Regions from separate parts of the Mus musculus genome. Here region 2 is linked to region 1. Evidence: chromatin contacts called from public Hi-C data. All regions are on one chromosome and are shown on one strand. The core of a region is the stretch at or near the end of the contact, and the rest is flanking DNA. Distances in the headings are between cores, read along the strand shown.

What was found. Hi-C and Micro-C count contacts between places; a contact is called where the count stands out from the background.
Region 2: a contact with region 1 is called in a Hi-C map of embryonic stem cells, with 1.9 times the contacts expected there. The contact joins two enhancer-like sites. A contact is called at or near these places in 1 of 39 promoter capture datasets (neural stem cells), 2 of 15 datasets of contacts at CTCF or cohesin (large pre-B cells and stem cell-derived epiblast-like cells), 48 of 484 Hi-C or Micro-C datasets (the AML12 cell line, B cells, the BV-2 cell line and 27 more), 10 of 115 datasets of contacts at active chromatin or transcription factors (CD8 T cells, the HPC-7 cell line, bone marrow-derived dendritic cells and 7 more) and 3 of 9 other capture datasets (adipose tissue, embryonic stem cells and liver).

What each region holds. Positions count from the first base shown.
Region 1 is chr19:47,513,950-47,521,848 of GRCm38.p6, forward strand. Stn1 (STN1, CST complex subunit) reads right to left here. Exons shown (of 10, transcript NM_175360.3): 5 at 3,078-3,245; 6 at 2,142-2,265; 7 at 1-33. Gm19557 (predicted gene, 19557) reads left to right here. Exons shown (of 3, transcript NR_045322.1): 3 at 184-2,629. Among named protein-coding and RNA genes, the nearest start is that of Gm19557, 4.9 kb to the left of the region's middle. Within about 2 kb of position 4,727, at least 82 of the 459 cell types and tissues checked have an H3K27ac peak or open chromatin away from gene starts, as enhancers often do. A contact at or near this core is called in embryonic stem cells, where this site is marked.
Region 2 is chr19:47,702,692-47,710,590 of GRCm38.p6, forward strand. No RefSeq gene overlaps it. Among named protein-coding and RNA genes, the nearest start is that of Gm24805, 8.2 kb to the right of the region's middle. Within about 2 kb of position 3,415, at least 32 of the 459 cell types and tissues checked have an H3K27ac peak or open chromatin away from gene starts, as enhancers often do. A contact at or near this core is called in embryonic stem cells, where this site is marked.

The DNA of each region.
Region 1 (7,899 bases), core at 3,477-5,976:
GTGAGGCCAGCGAGATCCAAATTGTCTTTATTGCTGCAGGGAGCAAAGTTTTAAAACACCCTGCAGAAAGAAACCACTACTCGGCTCCTTTTGGAGTACACGAAACCAAAAGCTATCTGGGAGAGCCATCCTGCACCATGCTTGTTTTGATTTGCTGTTGTGTTGTTTTGTTTTTACAAACAGGGAAATCCACACGGTGCCCGCTGTGTAGCTTTGGTGGGACCGTGTCACTTGCTGGACACTCGTGGTGGATTATAAAGCGGGTCGAGAACAGCATGGAGGAGGGCCATGTTTGTGAGGGAGAGGAGATCCCACCAAATATCTAGGTGACGTTCATGCTCTTGTGTGCACAGAAGACAGGCATCTAAAGGGAACCAAGCCAGCTCAAGCCCTCTGGCAACCTCTGGGCAGTAGTGCGGAGAGGGTTCCCACTTTCTGTGTTACGCATACCTGCTGTTTGCACTGTTTGACTTACTGGATAAGCGATACATTTACATGTTTGAAAAGTTAAAGAGAGGGCCGGGGTACAGCTCAGTGCTAGAGCACTGGCCTAGCGTGAGTTTGGTCCTGGTTCATTCTCTACCCCGGAAGAAAAACTGTGTGTGACGGCTGTGTGTGTGTGTACACGCTGTACATGTGCTGTGTGTATGTGTGCTGTGTTAAGTACGTGGTCTGTGTATGCTGTCTATGTGCATGAATGTTGTGTGTGTGTGAGAGTGTGTATGTGTGTGTGCATGCATGTGTGTATGTGCTCTGTGTGTGTGCATGTGAGTGTATGTGCTCTGTGTGTGTGCATGCATGCATGCATGCAGATGCCAGAACTTGAAGATACTGGTGCCCTGCTTCATTTCCCTCTACCTATTCCCTTGAGAGCAGATCTCTCATTGACTTTAGAGATAAGGAAGTGGACAGCAAGCCCCGCTGATCGCCCTGCTTCCATCCCCTTAGTGCACACCAGCCGGCCCAGACTTGCCTATAGCCGGGATCTGAGCTTAGGTGCTCACGCATGGGGGACATGCACTTTTACCCACTGAGCTAGCTCTCTAACCCCTCTGCCACCAACTCAATAAAATCAATAATAAGGACAGAATAAAAAGTACCCTCCTGTGCTGGCTAGTTTTATGTCAACTTGACACAACTGACATAGTCATCTAAGGAAAGGGAACCTCAATTGAGAAGATGCCTCCAGAAGTCCGGGCAGCAGGCAAGCTGCAGGAGATTTGCTTAGTGATTGATGTGGGAGGGAGGGCCCAACCTATTGTGGGTGGGGCCACCCTCAGGCTGGTAGTCCTGCATTCTCCTATAAGGAGAATGAGCAAGACCTGGGGAGCAAGTGAGTAAGCATCTATGTATGCTTACCCCTCCATGGCCTCCGCGTCAGCTCCTGCCTCCAGGTTCCTGCCCTGTTTGAGTTTCAGTCCTGACTTCCTTGGATGACGACAGTGGACTGGGAGTAGAGGTTAAATAAACGCTTTCCTCCCTAAGCTGCTCTGGCCATGGTTTCATCACAGCAGTAGTGACCCTAAGTAAGACACAGCCTCATACCATCCTCCCAGCTTGAAGCCTCTAGAGAGCCACTGATAAGCAGTTTTCTTTACCTCATATTTTAGCAAATGTGTGTACATTTGTATTCCTCTTGGGCTTTGTGTCCCCTCTGTACAGGAGTGAAACCCACCCTGTACAGGAGTGAAACCCACCCAACCCGGTTGTTTTTGTCCTTGTTTTATGGTGGGGGAATGCAGGATCGGGGTCACTCTGTGATGGGGACTGTGATGTGCCTCAGTGCAGGCTTCTTCGTGGTTCTCCCCTGGAGGTTTGCTAAGCTTCTTGGATCTGTGTTTCTAGTTTTTAGCTAACTTGAGCAAGTTTCAGCCACGACCCAAATATTCATCTGTGTTCCCTCCACTCCTTCGGTAACTCCAAGTATAATATATTACACAATACATAACAATCATCATGGGCTTGTGTTTCATTCGCAACGACCCTAGTGCCTCTACGCTGTAGTCACTCTCGCTTTGCAGGAGTGGGAACTGAGGCCAGGGAGGCGGAGCCCATGGTCCTCAGGTGGGGGATGTTTGATGATTTGTACCCCAAGCTTCCCTGCGGCCGTATGTTCTCAGCAGTGACAGCCAGGGACTTACTTTAGTGCCTCCTCCTCCTGTAGGGCTGGGTTACGGAAGGGCTGGTCGTACACCTTCTGGTAGAGCTTGGGCAGCTCAAGCATCCTTGCGATTTGCATGTTCCACACTGGATCGTCCACCTTATCTAACAACCCAGGAAAGAGAGGCCACAGGAGTAACCCCGAGAGAACGTCTTCCCACGTCCAAACTACCACTAGGACAATAGTCTAGAGTCACAGAACAGCTCCAGCCATCCCCTGAGAGAGAAGGCAAGGCCCTATATGTGACAGACACATCTAGGGTAGGGACAGGCCTGTCACTAGCAATCTGTATGTTATGCCGATGGACTACTGGGACAGCCTTGTAATTTATATATGTACTTATTGACAGGGTCTCCCTATGAGCCCTGGCTGGCCTATAACTCATTATGTAGACCAGGCTGGCCTTGAATGCAGGAAGATCTGTCTGACTCTGTCTTCTGGGTTCTGAAATTAAAGGCATGTACCACCATGACTGGCTGCTTTTGAGATTTTTCAGCTGAAAACCAGCCAGCACAGTGCAAAGGGGGCGATTTGGAACCACTTCTAATTAGCTATTTTCATTACAGTTGTCTGATTAGATATTTTCATTCCAGTTGATGGGCTTCATGGTGTTCAAGGTGTCCCCGTCGTTTTGAACTAGTAGAATACTCTATGCTAACAGACTGACATTTAGAATGTCAAAGTGCTTCAGAAACGGTGAAATTATCCAAACTTCCCAATTTACTTCTAATTAACATTCTTCAAAATAAAATTCAAAAAAGCTCTTTTCCTAAAAACGGCACGCTAAACATAATTCCCCCCCAACGGGATCAAATCTTCTATGAGCCTTTCTGGAGTCTGACTTCCAGCTAAACAAGCATTTACTGAGCACACACCCAGAATATCAGCTCATTTGGCAGAAACTTACTGTACTTACAATAAATGTTGGCACAGATCTCTCGCTCTTCTCGGAACATGCGCACAGAGCCTCGGACTCGGATGATATCTCCAATCCCTATCCTGGTTTTCTGCTCGATGGTCTCCTGCAGCTTCTTAAGCTGTGATGTCATGCTAAGCTCTCTCGCAGTGCTCAGAATAGCTGGGTCTGGCGGGGCCAGGAGAAAAGAGAAGAGGTATAAGCGAGGGTCCTTCTATGCTGGGGACACAGTTTGAGGGGCTGAGGAAGCTAGTGTGCCTGCTCTGATGGGGCGTTCTAGTATAATAGCTCCTGGTACCTTTTCAAAGCATCTCCCCAGACGCACAAAGTTTGTGCGATGGTTTGCATATGCCCGGCCCAGGGAGTGGCACTATTAGAAGGTGTGGCCTTGTTGGAGTAGGTGTGGCCCTGTAGACGTGGGCTACAAGACCCTCATCCTAGCTGCCTGGAAGTCAGTATTCTGCTGGCAGCCTTCAGATGAAGATGTAGAACTCTCAGCTCCTCCTGCACCATGCCTGACTGGATGCTGCCATACTCCAGCCTTGATGATAATGGACTGAACCTCTGAACCTGTAAGCCAGCCCTAATTAAATGTTGTCCTTACAAGAGTTGCCTTGGTCATGGTGTCTGTTCACAGCAGTAAAAACCTAAGGAAAACAGAAGTGTATCTATCCAAAGGCAGAACAAAAGGAGAAGTCTCTGGAGTGAGGCCAAGTGGGAAGCTCCCGGGTGACTGTACCGCCCTTCCCGCCCCTGCATCACCCGCCCCTGCATCACTGGTGCAAAGGGCTCTATGTAGCCCTGTGCACACGTTCAGAGCAACTGGGGCAACAACACTACGCTGCCCTCTGTTCTGAAAGCTTTATATTGTTTTTGCAGTATTAAGAGACTGAACCTAGGGCCTCTCGCACGCTAGGCAAACACTGTACCACTGAGTGGCACCTACCCCGCCCCCCCGCCCCCCCCCCCCCCGTTTGATTTTACTTTATTTTGAGCCAAGGGCTCAATGAGTTGCCCAGGCTAACCTTGAACTCACTCACTCTTTAGCCCAGGAAGGCTTTCTAAAAGTACAGATGTTTTATTTTTAATTGTGCATATGTGCATCTGTGTGAGGATATGTATGTGCATGAATATGCAGACACCTACAGAGGTGTTGGGGACCGAATTCAGGTCCTCTGGAAGAGCAGCAAGTGCTCTTCAACTGTTGAGCCATCTCTTCAGACTCGGAATTCACTTCACCTGCCTCAGTTTCCCGAATAAGTGGAACTACACCTGCACTACCACGCCTGGCTACAAACAGCTCTTTAGCGTATGACTGTGGAGGCCTGTGTGGTAGTATATGCTGGTAACCCCAGCTACTCAAGACGACACGGGGAGGATAAGTGAGTTCCTGGCTAGTCTTCAGTGCACAGTGAGGTCCTGTCTCAAAACAATAACAACAAAAGTATTTGTGCAGAGACTTCGTCCCTCCCATCAGTGTTGAGGGGACTAGACTAACCAACCCTTCTCCCTCCCAAGTGTGGGCTCTCTCCTCCCATCTTTATCCTTCACCTCACGGGGAAAAGAAGATAATGTTCACTCAACCCTAAATAATCCCTACCGCTGGGTTTTACTTCTAACTGTATGAGATAAGAAAGGACAGGGTGGGTAGAAGAAGCCTGGCCACTGGGCAGATAGGCGCTCTTCTACGGGCTTTATAACGTGCCCGAGCATCCAGCCCTCACAGCTGCTCCATCGGGAGCTCCACTTCAGAGATGAGACACGTATGTCACAGAGAGGTCAAGCAACCTTTCCGAAGTCAGAATCTTCTTTCCGAAGAAGAGAAGCTGCAGTCTGAACGGCACTGTCTGGCTGCAGAGACTGTAACTACACTGCACTCTGCACCGCCCGCCCCAGGGGATATGGCCTGCGTCTGTAGTCAGAGTGGCTCCCTAGGGACTCGGTGTTCTGTTCTTCTGCCTGCTGGAATTCCACATACGCATGTGGCCATAGAAGCTGCATGACTCTGCGTTTTGTTATCGCTTTGGCTTCTGAAATGTGGTTTGGCTATGCAACCCCAGATGGCCCCGAACGAACCCTTACTTCGGCTTTTGGAGTGCTGAGAGCGGCTCAGCGGATCCTAGTACAGCATCCTGCCACATTAACATGGCAGGTTAGTTGGTAGCCTGGCTGCACGTTCCTTCCCTTTGGATGGCTTCTCATTTTGATTTTGGTCACTGCATGGGGCAGGTGGAGGGGGAGCATTTGGCTCCCAGAGCCAGAGAAACCCAACTTCTATCTCAGCAGGTTCTCAGCTGGGATGACACCTCCTCACGTACAGTGTGTCTCACTCTAATGTCCCTTTCTCCTCAACTGAATGAATCAAGGAAATGAGGAGAATGGCAGTCTACAACTACTACCACACACACACACACACACACACACATACACACAGGCACATGCACACACATACACATGGCTGTTGTGCATGACTCAACTGTGGACAGAGGAAGTGACAACTGTTTGTGACAAGTGACTGGGCTCTCTAGGTAACTATTTACTTTTTTGGGGGGACTCTCACTGCCTCTAGCTCCCAAACACCAGGATTATTGGTTTGTCTCAGTCACTGAGTTGGCTGTCTTTATAAGGGACGACAGCCTCTGTGTCTCTTGGCTGATAAGCTCACACTGTTGGTTTCATTAAACTTCAAGCAAACTGTGCCCACGATGCTTATCACATACATTGTCCATTGCTTTTTTTTTTGGTTTTTCGAGACAGGGTTTCTCTGTGTAGCCCTGGCTGTCCTGGAACTCACTTTGTAGACCAGGCTGGCCTCGAACTCAGAAATCCACCTGCCTCTGCTGGGATTAAAGGCGTGCGCCATCACTGCCCAGCCTATTGCTTTATTTTTAATATTTATTTGATTTCTTTCTCTTGTATCAGAGTTTTTAAAAAAGTATCTTGATTTTTTAATTCATGCCTCTTATTCCCCTGGTTTTAGTAACCCAGCAGCTGGGGTTTCTAGAGCACAGCATGTTTACTGGGACAGACACACAGCGTGCCTTCTTCAGGTTCCTTTACGTAAGCTGCAGGATGCGAGGAGTCACGGTCACCTCTTTCCAGATACGACTCTACCTGAAAAGACATTGGCTAACTGCTGATGTATTTCCTACAGCTCAGTAGGTTTGTCTCAGCAGGGTTTCCTAATAGAGGGATCTTTGTTTTAGTCTTTTGCTCAGATGTTCTGCTTTCTGACCAACTACAATGTTGACAACCATAGTTTTGTAATGTGTAGCAGCACTAATACACATGTGCTGTTCATAGCAACACGGGGAGCACAAAGAACTGCGCATGCGGTGACTGAAACCTAGGAAATCAGACGCAGAGCAATGGCTGCTCAGTTCACTGGGTTTGTCAGTTTCTAAAGGCTGTTCTCCCACCTTCCTACCTCAGGCCCTCTCTCCCCACTTCCTACCTCAGGCCCTCTTGTTCTCTCTCCGAAGTTAGGGGTATTTACAACCTCACTGCCACATCACGGAGATGCTAAAGAGCTCCGCGTGGCCCCACTGACATTATCAGGTTGACAGCTGATCTGAGAAAAGAGGCCTCGCTTTCATTTAAAGAGTAAGTCAAATTGATGAAAGGAGGCTCTAGCGTGTAATTTAATGAATGTAATGAGACAGTTGGAGCCTGACAGAACTCATTTTAGTGGTCTCCATCCTGAAGGTAAACCCCTTTTAACATTCTGATGGTGAGGGCTAACCTGTCTTAACGTTGATCATAAGCTAAGTGCAAATGGTATAGTCAATGTAACATCCACAGGGTTTACATTATAGTTTTTATTTAATTGATTGGAACATGATTTTGACTCACACTGAATTCTGTTTTTTAAAAATGATCTTCTTTGGCCACCTTCCAATGAAAGCCTTTAAACTTTGGGCAATTAAATTAAAAGGAAAGAACGAGTGAGTTGGGAGCAATTTAAAAATACCACGTCACATGTGCCACATCACATGTACCATGACAAGGGCTCTTTCTAGGCTTTCTCCGGAAACTAACCATTTTATTTATGTTTGCAAAGCAGCTTAAAATGAAGACTGCTCTCTAACTGTCACCGGTTCACCTGCTTTCGGACAGTTAAGACATCTACCTCTCAGCATGTTCAGTATTAACAACCGTTGATCTAAAAAATTACTGAGTTTAGGAGTTCCATAGTGTTGCTGGTCATGCCACTTTTTAAAAAGCAGTGAATGTGGTGGCACACACTTCTGTTCCCAGCACTGGGAGGCAGAGGCAAAGGGGATCAGGGAGAGTTTGAGGCCAGCCAGAGCCACATAGTGAGACCCTGTCCCCGCCTGATTGTCCCCTGTATCATCCATGGCCCACTTGGTGCTAAAATGGCAGTGTCAAGTAATGAAGGCAGATCACGTCCACAAAACAGAAAATATACACCATGTGTCCCTTTATAGAAAAGCTTGCTCACCCTCCACCTAACTCAGGCGCTGCCAGACAAACTGCACCTTCTGATTAAGGATTGTGAGTAGAGCCATAAGTCTGTAAATGACTCACAATGCCACTGTGGCCTGCACGCTTCTGTACCCTCCAAGCCTCAAGTGCTGGAAACTATCCAGACTGTACCAGCAAGTGGTCCATCCCGGGAATGAAATAACAACAGACTTCTTACAAAACAGAGAGCTGCGTTTTTGGCTCATAGGCCTGGATGCACAAGCCCAGGGTTAGGCAGTCTCTGTGATTTGCAAAGAGTAACATGTCATAGCAGGATCCTATGTCCAAGCCAGGAAGCAAGAGGAGACTAAGACAGGGTACCATTTCATAGCATGTC
Region 2 (7,899 bases), core at 2,165-4,664, 190 kb after region 1:
ACACATACAGGTATTTTGTGTGCCTGGCAAAAAAAAAAACCCAAAACAACAACAACAACAACAAAAAAAACCCCTACTTTTAAAAAGGTCACACATGGGGCTGGAGAGATGGCTCAGTGCTCTTCCAGAGGACCTAAGTTCAATTCCCAGCAACCCCATGGTGGCTCACAACCATCTGTAGTGGGATCTGATGCCCTCTTCTGGTGTGTCTGAGGACAGCGACAGTATGCTCATATACATAAAATAATTTCTTTTAAAAAAAGTCACATATGAGACATGCTTTGTTTATTTGCACATTTCATAATTATCTTGTTTTTGAAAATTTAGCATTTCAATTAATATAGCAACTCTGAATATCAGACTCACCATTGCCTGCTCAGGCTCTGTGGTTACTAATTGCTGCTTTTTATTTTATTTATGAGCACTGTCAGTTAGGTGACAAAGTTTCTATTCTTTGTTGTGTATGGCCCCAAAGTCTCTGCACAGGTTACTTAACATGAGCAAATTCTTATACAGAGATTTTCTTAAATGCAGAAACCAGCAAACATCCCCGTGTTTGTTAAGGAGTCCGTGCATGTAGTACATACAGTGTGCGCTCAGCGCTCACCCAGGGAGCTGACTGCTCCAGGGTAACCTTCACTGCCCGCTTTCACGGAGCCTTACAACTATCCTGGAGAAACACGAAAGGCTGATACTATTGTTGTCGTTGGATGTTTTCACTTGCTATCCTCCTCTTGCAGTGATATACCTTCGTGGCTGTGGTACTTTAGCAGATCCACATTATATCCCATAATAATGTCTAAATAAAGAAAAAGGCTCTTAGAGCAATTTTAAAAGTGACAAGTTTTCTTTATCCTGACTAGCTCTCAAATAAATGAGACAGAGACTATTAATTTATTAGCAAGCTTTATGGCACAATAACTGAGCAGTAATTAATCTAATCCTCTAAATTAATCTGGCTACCTCCCAGCCAAAATCCCTGTGATATTTGCATTTTAGTATTGATCTGGCTCTGTCTGCTTCAGGTGTGTTTTCATCTTGGCTCCTGGACCCTTTCCTCAATTCGAATTCTCTCTTCCTTCTCCTCCTCCTTCTCTTCCTCCTCTTTCTTCTTCTTCTTCTTCTTCTTCTTCTTCTTCTTCTTCTTCTTCTTCTTCTTCTTCTTCTTCTTCTTCTTCTTCTCCTCCTCCTCCTCCTCCTCCTCCTCCTTCTCTTTCTCCTCCTCCTCCTCCTTCCTTCTCCTTCCTTCTCTCTCTCTCTCTCTCTCTCTCTCTCTCTCTCTCTCTCTCTCTCCCTCTCTCTCTCCCCCACCCCTCCAGGCTGGGGTCAAAAGCCAGCCCTATCCTCTCCTCTGCTCAGCCATTGGCTGATCAGCTTTTATTGACAACCAGAGAATAAGTAGGGAGCACTGTTTACATAGTTTACAAAGCAGAAGATACTTAGAATAAGCATTAGAATACCATGTCCAGATTGCAACCAGGCATGGGGCAGAGAGATCAGCATTTGAATAATACAAGGATGATCTTTACACAGTACACAACAACATTATGCCTTTATGTCTTCTTAGAAGCCATTAGCCTCCCTTAAAGGCCCATGTCAGCTAAGAAATGGATCATGCTTATTTCTAAGTCCTTCACTAATAAGGACAATGGCTTGTGTGGAGGGAAAATGAAATGAATGGTTCTGCAATGCTGGAGGTGTTATAATTCCAGACCATAAGTTATACAACAGAGCCTTAGTGACAAAGACAAAGAGAAAAAAGATACAATGGAAAAAAATCTCTCTGTTTTAGTCAGGGTTTCTATTCCTATACAAAACATCCTGACCAAGAAGCAAGCTGAGGAGGAAAGGATTTATTCAGCTTACACTTCCACACTGCTGTTCATCACCAAAGGAAGTCAAAACTGGAAATCAAGCAGGTCAGGAAGCAGGAGCTGATGCAGAGGCCATGGAGGGATGTTTCTTAATGGCTTGCTTCCCCGGCCTTGCTCAGCTTGCTTTCTTAGGGAACCCAAGACTAGCAGCCCAGGGATGGCACCACCCACAATGGGCTCTCCCACCCTTGATCATTAATTGAGAAAATGCCTTACAGCTGGATCTCATGGAGGCCTTTCCTCAAGGGGAGCTCCTTTCTCTGTGATAACTCTAGCTTGTGCCAAGTTGACACACAAAACCAGCCAGTATGCCCTCATTATAAAATAAGTGGTGTTAACCTCAATATAAATATTTATAATACTTTCATGTAATTTGTAAGTGTATCCTAAATAAGGTTCAAGTGGTTATTAGTAAAGGCAGGCCTGGTGGCTCACACCTGTAATTCCAGAACTTGGGAGGAAGAGGCAAGAGAATTGAAGTTCAATGCCACCTTTGGCTGTATAATGAATTCAAGGCCATCCTACGCTTCAGAAGATCCCGTTTCAAATAAAACAAAACAAAGTGATTAGTAATATACCGACACAAGTTAAATTATAACATTTAAATGGGCGATTTTGGAGGCAAGGGGACAATTTTAACTGAAAACCAGATCGAGCCTGGGCATTGCTAGGAAGAGACTTCCCAGCTGCCTGCAGCCACGCCCACATCCGGCAGAGGCGCCCTCCCTTTCTTTAGGACTTTATTGTAAACACTCTATAATGTTTTGCCTTTTCTTTCTTCTGTAAATGAGCAAAGTCACCTGAGTGGGACCCTTGGGTGGCAGTAGATAGACCCTTTATCCCTGGCAGACCTGAGCCACGTACCCTCTTTACTGCTAACTGGACTGACCGCTTACCCTTGTTGTTGCCTGGCTAATTTGGACTTTGGACAGTCACTCTGTGAACACTCCTGATATCTGTAGAGGAAGACATGATTCGGTCCCGATTACTCCAGACAGCCTACACCTGCTTTAGAAAGCAGGGTTCCAAGCACGACAAGCCTTGACATGACTCCAGGTCACTCTGCCCATTTTCCCCTAAGCCAAACAGGGAACACACCCTGTAGTGGGCCACAGAAGGCCTGTGATTGGTGCAAGCACACTATTTCATTTGCATGAAAGACTGCTGGGATTGGTGCCAACACTTTAACCCCACCCACTCCTGACTTATTTATTTTTCCAGTCAGCTGGGAGACCCCTTGCTGCCCCATCATCTAGTGGTGCAGCATTCAAGCCACGAAAGCCCTCAGAATGGTTTTTCTTTGTCTACTTTTGATTTTCATCATAAGTAGAGAGGGCGGAGATGATAGTTCAGCGGGAAACAGTTGAACAGTAGAAATATAATGGCGGCAGCTATGATGGCAAGCGAGCAATTCCAGACAATGGCTCCGGGCAAAGATGGTAGAATGAGGCAAAGAAGGCAGAGGGAGAGAAAGTGTGGTAGACAAACAGAGGAGGCTGTGAGAGCTAAAGATGGGGCTCGTGATACCATGGTTCATGAGCTGTAACACTAGGGCCAAGCGCCCTGACACACAAGGCTCAAGAGCTGCAATGCTAGCTGCTTCTATGAGCTGTGGATTCCAGCATCCATAACTTTGAACTATAGCACTAGCTGGTAGCAACAGCTATAGCTGTTAGTTGCTGTTGCAGCAAGTCCAGGATTTGGTAGCTACTGAATACCACAGGCCACTGGCAATCAAACCTCAGAGCAAAACGCCTGCAACCTGAGCGTTTAGAAACACAAGTCTTTGCCCTACAGCCTGGAGCCGTAAGCCTTTTAGTTCTCAGTGGCTATGAGCTTTTGAGTCTGTCAGTCTAGCTCATAAGCTCTTGGCATTGAAGGACCCTAGTCTGCCAATATTAGAAGAGTGATTCCTTTCCTAGGTGTGACTTCAGAGTAGAGGGAAAAGACTTCAGCCAGCTGCTGGGACCTTATTGAAGGAAGTCCCATCTTTCCCCAGGCTTGTTCCTGATCCTGCAACATGCATGGGGAGAAATGTAATGAGGTTATTGGCAGACTATTCTTCAGCCAAAAGATTGGTATGCACCAAAGTAAAGAAAACTAACACCAGAAGAGCTGCCACTCACAGGCAAGACCAGCTGGAGCAGCTTGTCATCAACAGAGCTTCAAAGGTTAAGGTCACATTGAAGACCTATGGAGACCATCCTGGCTGGTCGGCCCCATGAAGAGAGGGGCTGGCGTTTCCCACTCCTCTACATGGAGTAGATCTGACCACTTTCCTTTGTATATCCTCAGGACCTTCCCAAACTCTAACATCCTGGCTTCTAACACTTTCAGTTTCCTTAAAGCCCCAGGAGAAATGCTTTTAGTTTTCTCTTTCCCTGTATTCTTAATTACAGGCATCACACATACTCTATCCAATACAAATTTCTTTCCCAAAGATGTCTGATTAGCATTTCTGACTTGTCCTGCCCACCTCCATGGACGTCTCAGTGACAGTCAATCTCAACATGCTAAAGATGGGACTCGTGGCTTCTCTCCACTCCCCTCAACGGTGCTCCCGCTGTTGTAGTCATCTGTTTACCTGTGGGTCATGTGCACTGAGCTTACTGCATGAACTATTGCTAGTGGGAGTAAGGGGAGGAGACAGGGAAGAGCATGAAGAGAGACAGTAGCATTAGGAAGAGCATTAGGAGATACAGTAGCATTAGGGAGAACATGAAGAAATACAGTAACATTAGGAAGAGTATGAGAGATAGAGTAACATTAGGGAGAGTATGAAGAGATACAGTAGCATTAGCCAGGTGATGGTGGCACACAGCCTCAGCTCTAGGGAAGGAGAGGCAGGTGTTTGAGGCCAGTCTGGTCTACAGAGCAAGCTCCAGCACAGCCAGGGCCACATAAAGGCCACAAAATCAAGCTGGGGTGGGGCTGGGGAAGGTGGGAGTGAGGGGAGGGAAGTTGACTAGGAGGGAACGAAGAGCATTTTAGGTTGGAGTTCCCCAAATTTGAAGGGGTAGGGTAAATTCAAGAACCTTCCCAAAGGAGACCTAGAATATGTGTTCACTTCCCTTACTTCCTTTCTGGCATTTTTTTCTTCAACTTCATCCAGTAGGTTAGGCTTTAGAGAGTGTGATGGGACAAAGGGCTTGAGAGCATGGTTCAAGACATGATGAAGACAGGCATCAGGAGCTGAGTTCATTTCCACTATGGAGTGTGAGTTTGTATAATAGTTGTTATGATGGGAAAGTGTGACCAGGCCCTTGCTTCTAACCTGTCAAGTTCTTTCCTTGACACTGGGAGTGGAACCCAGGGCCTCCTACATATCAGGCAGATGCTGTACCTCTGAGCTATACCCTGCCCCAGCCTCCTGCTTCAGATCATGATCCGAAGTGAAGATCTGGCTTTCCCACAGGGACCACCCCCCCCCCTGTTTTGCCGTAGGAAGGTAAAGAAACAAGCTCCTGCTTGCCTTTTGGGTCCTGGAGTTTTTACAACCGTGTAACTGCTTGTTATGTTTTCTTTAGGCCCTCTGTTGCCAGCTCATTTAAAGTTTGATGCGCTAATCTTTTTGAATGATGACAGGTCAGAACTGTAACCTCGAGACATTTTCAGGTAAAGGCAAGACACGGGCACTCCTTGATTTTGTTTGTGGGAAGTCTGTTCTAGCCCACGGGGAAACAGGCCCATCACCGGAAGGGAATTGGAAAAGCCATACTGGCATCTGGTAGTTTTGAGGGGTGCTTAGAACTATGGATAGAACCTTTTTCAGAGAAGTAATTTTCAGTATTTGTTTGTAAATGGGGCTTAGAGAGCGCCTGGTTTGTAAGCTGCCTAAGTAAGCACTATTTTGTGTTGATCTACTCACCAGCTTTCTGGGATGGCTGGATTTCTTTTTCTTTTTCCAACTGAAGGTGGTTGATAAAATGCAACAGGAGAGGATGTTTCCAACTGGAATGTGTAGTCCAGAGGAATGGAGGCACCCCTCTTCCTCCTTCTGCCTCCTTCTATTTATTTGTAGAAATAATGCATTTACACAGTAGAAATCTCATTACAAGTTTTCTATAGATTTGAAATGTGATGAATATTGAAAACACAATTCTGTTGTCTACAGGCACAATACTAGGAAATTATACAACAATATAGATTAGGGCTCAGTCTAGCCCAGAGAATTCTGCTAGAAAGAAAACCCCTGAAGTTCATGGTCAAGAATCACTTTCATGTCAGAACAACCTATTTATCAGCTTTCCCCTTACTGATTCACTCATTCTAGGTATTTCACTCAATATAAGCCATTCCTTTCTAGGTATCCCAGGCTGCCTTTCAGCTCATCAGCCCTCTTGCCCCTGCCTTCTAAGGGCTGGGATTGCATGCATGTGCTCCATACCTGGCAATATATCCATTCTGAATAAAAAAAAAAATTGCACATAGCATCAGCAAACGGAATGAACACATGACTTATTTTAATTCTATTTATTACTATTATTATTATTTTATTTAGGATGTTTTTGAGACCTCAGGTCTCATTATGTAGCCCAGGCTAGAGTCAAAATCACAGAGATCTGCCTGCTTCTGCCTCCGGACTGCTGGGATTAAAGGTATTCACCACTATGTCCAGTAGGGCTCCTTTTTACATAGGGTCCCAATAGCATAAAAATTTTGCAAATCCACAGGTGAGCATTCTGTTCCCATCATTTATTTATGCAGCTCTCATGACCTAGATTTATCCAGCCAGAGGCCCTTCAGAAAGAGAACACACTTACTTGGTCAGAGCGGGGGTTTCCTCTTCTCTGAAACCTGCGGGTTACGGCAAACTGTTGGGTAACTATAGTTTCCAAAAAGAAAGGCTATTCTATATATTTTCTATGATTAAACTTGTTATCTGATGGATAGAGTCTCTATAAAAACACAGATGAAAAATACAGAAAAGAGAGAGAGAGAGAGAGAGAGAGAGAGAGAGAGAGAGAGATGCCTGTGAACTTCAGGAGGAAGAGTTGGAGAAAACAGAGTTAAGCATTCACATCTGTTTTGCCATAACGAAATTCAGCTTTTACACACACTGCTTAGTGGTTGATTCTGAAAGAACCATTGGAGAAAGTCATTATTGTGATACAGGTGTAAAAACAGACATTGGAATGTTCAATGATTTTATTTTCTTAGTTTTCTAATTAATTCCCCCACAATTTTTTTTGTTTTAATGACATTTTTTTTTTTAACAAAGAAACTTCACCAAGCCTAGCACGAATCTAATCTTTCACAATGCTTTGATGTAACATAAAAGTCAACAACAAGCCAGGCATGGTGGCGCATGCCTTTAATCCCAGCACTCTGGAGGCAGAGGCAGGCAGATTTCTGAGTTCGAGGCCAGCCTGGTCTACAAAGTGAGTTCCAGGACAGCCAGGGCTATACAGAGAAACCCTGTCTTGGGAAAAAAAAAAATCAACAACATTATCGAAAGCAGCTCAAAGCTGTTGTGACAGGTTTCCAACATTGTGAACTAGGCAACCACCAAGAGCCTATGTAACTTCCATATGTTCAGTTCAAAATGTCAGTAAACTCATTTCATAACAACTTTGGACTGCTCTCTTCCCCCTTGTAGTAAGAATGGGGGCCCAAGTTGTTATGTTCAATAACTAAAAAACGAGCTAGTTACTCTCTCAGGGCTTAGGGTGAATATATTCAACAAAGTTCACTCTTAAGGACCAAAATGTAGTCTTAGAATTTGCCCTGTGGTCTTGAGCCATTTACCGGAAGCCATCCTGACCTGTTCCTTTTGGGTAGGAAAGAACAGCTGTCTACCTTTCCCGTCAGAGTGCTAGTTAGTCATCTCTGAGATGTCATCCTCGGGAATGCAGTGGAAGGAGTCAGAGATGACCCCCCCCCCCCATGCCGAGGTTCTACAGTCAGAGCTCATGTAGAAAAGCGTGCTGAGCCTCGTGAGATGGCTGGGCCAGGAGCAGGAACTGGCAGGTCCTTGTTCTGAGCATGTGTTGATTCAGAACCAACACATGATTCACAGAAGCCT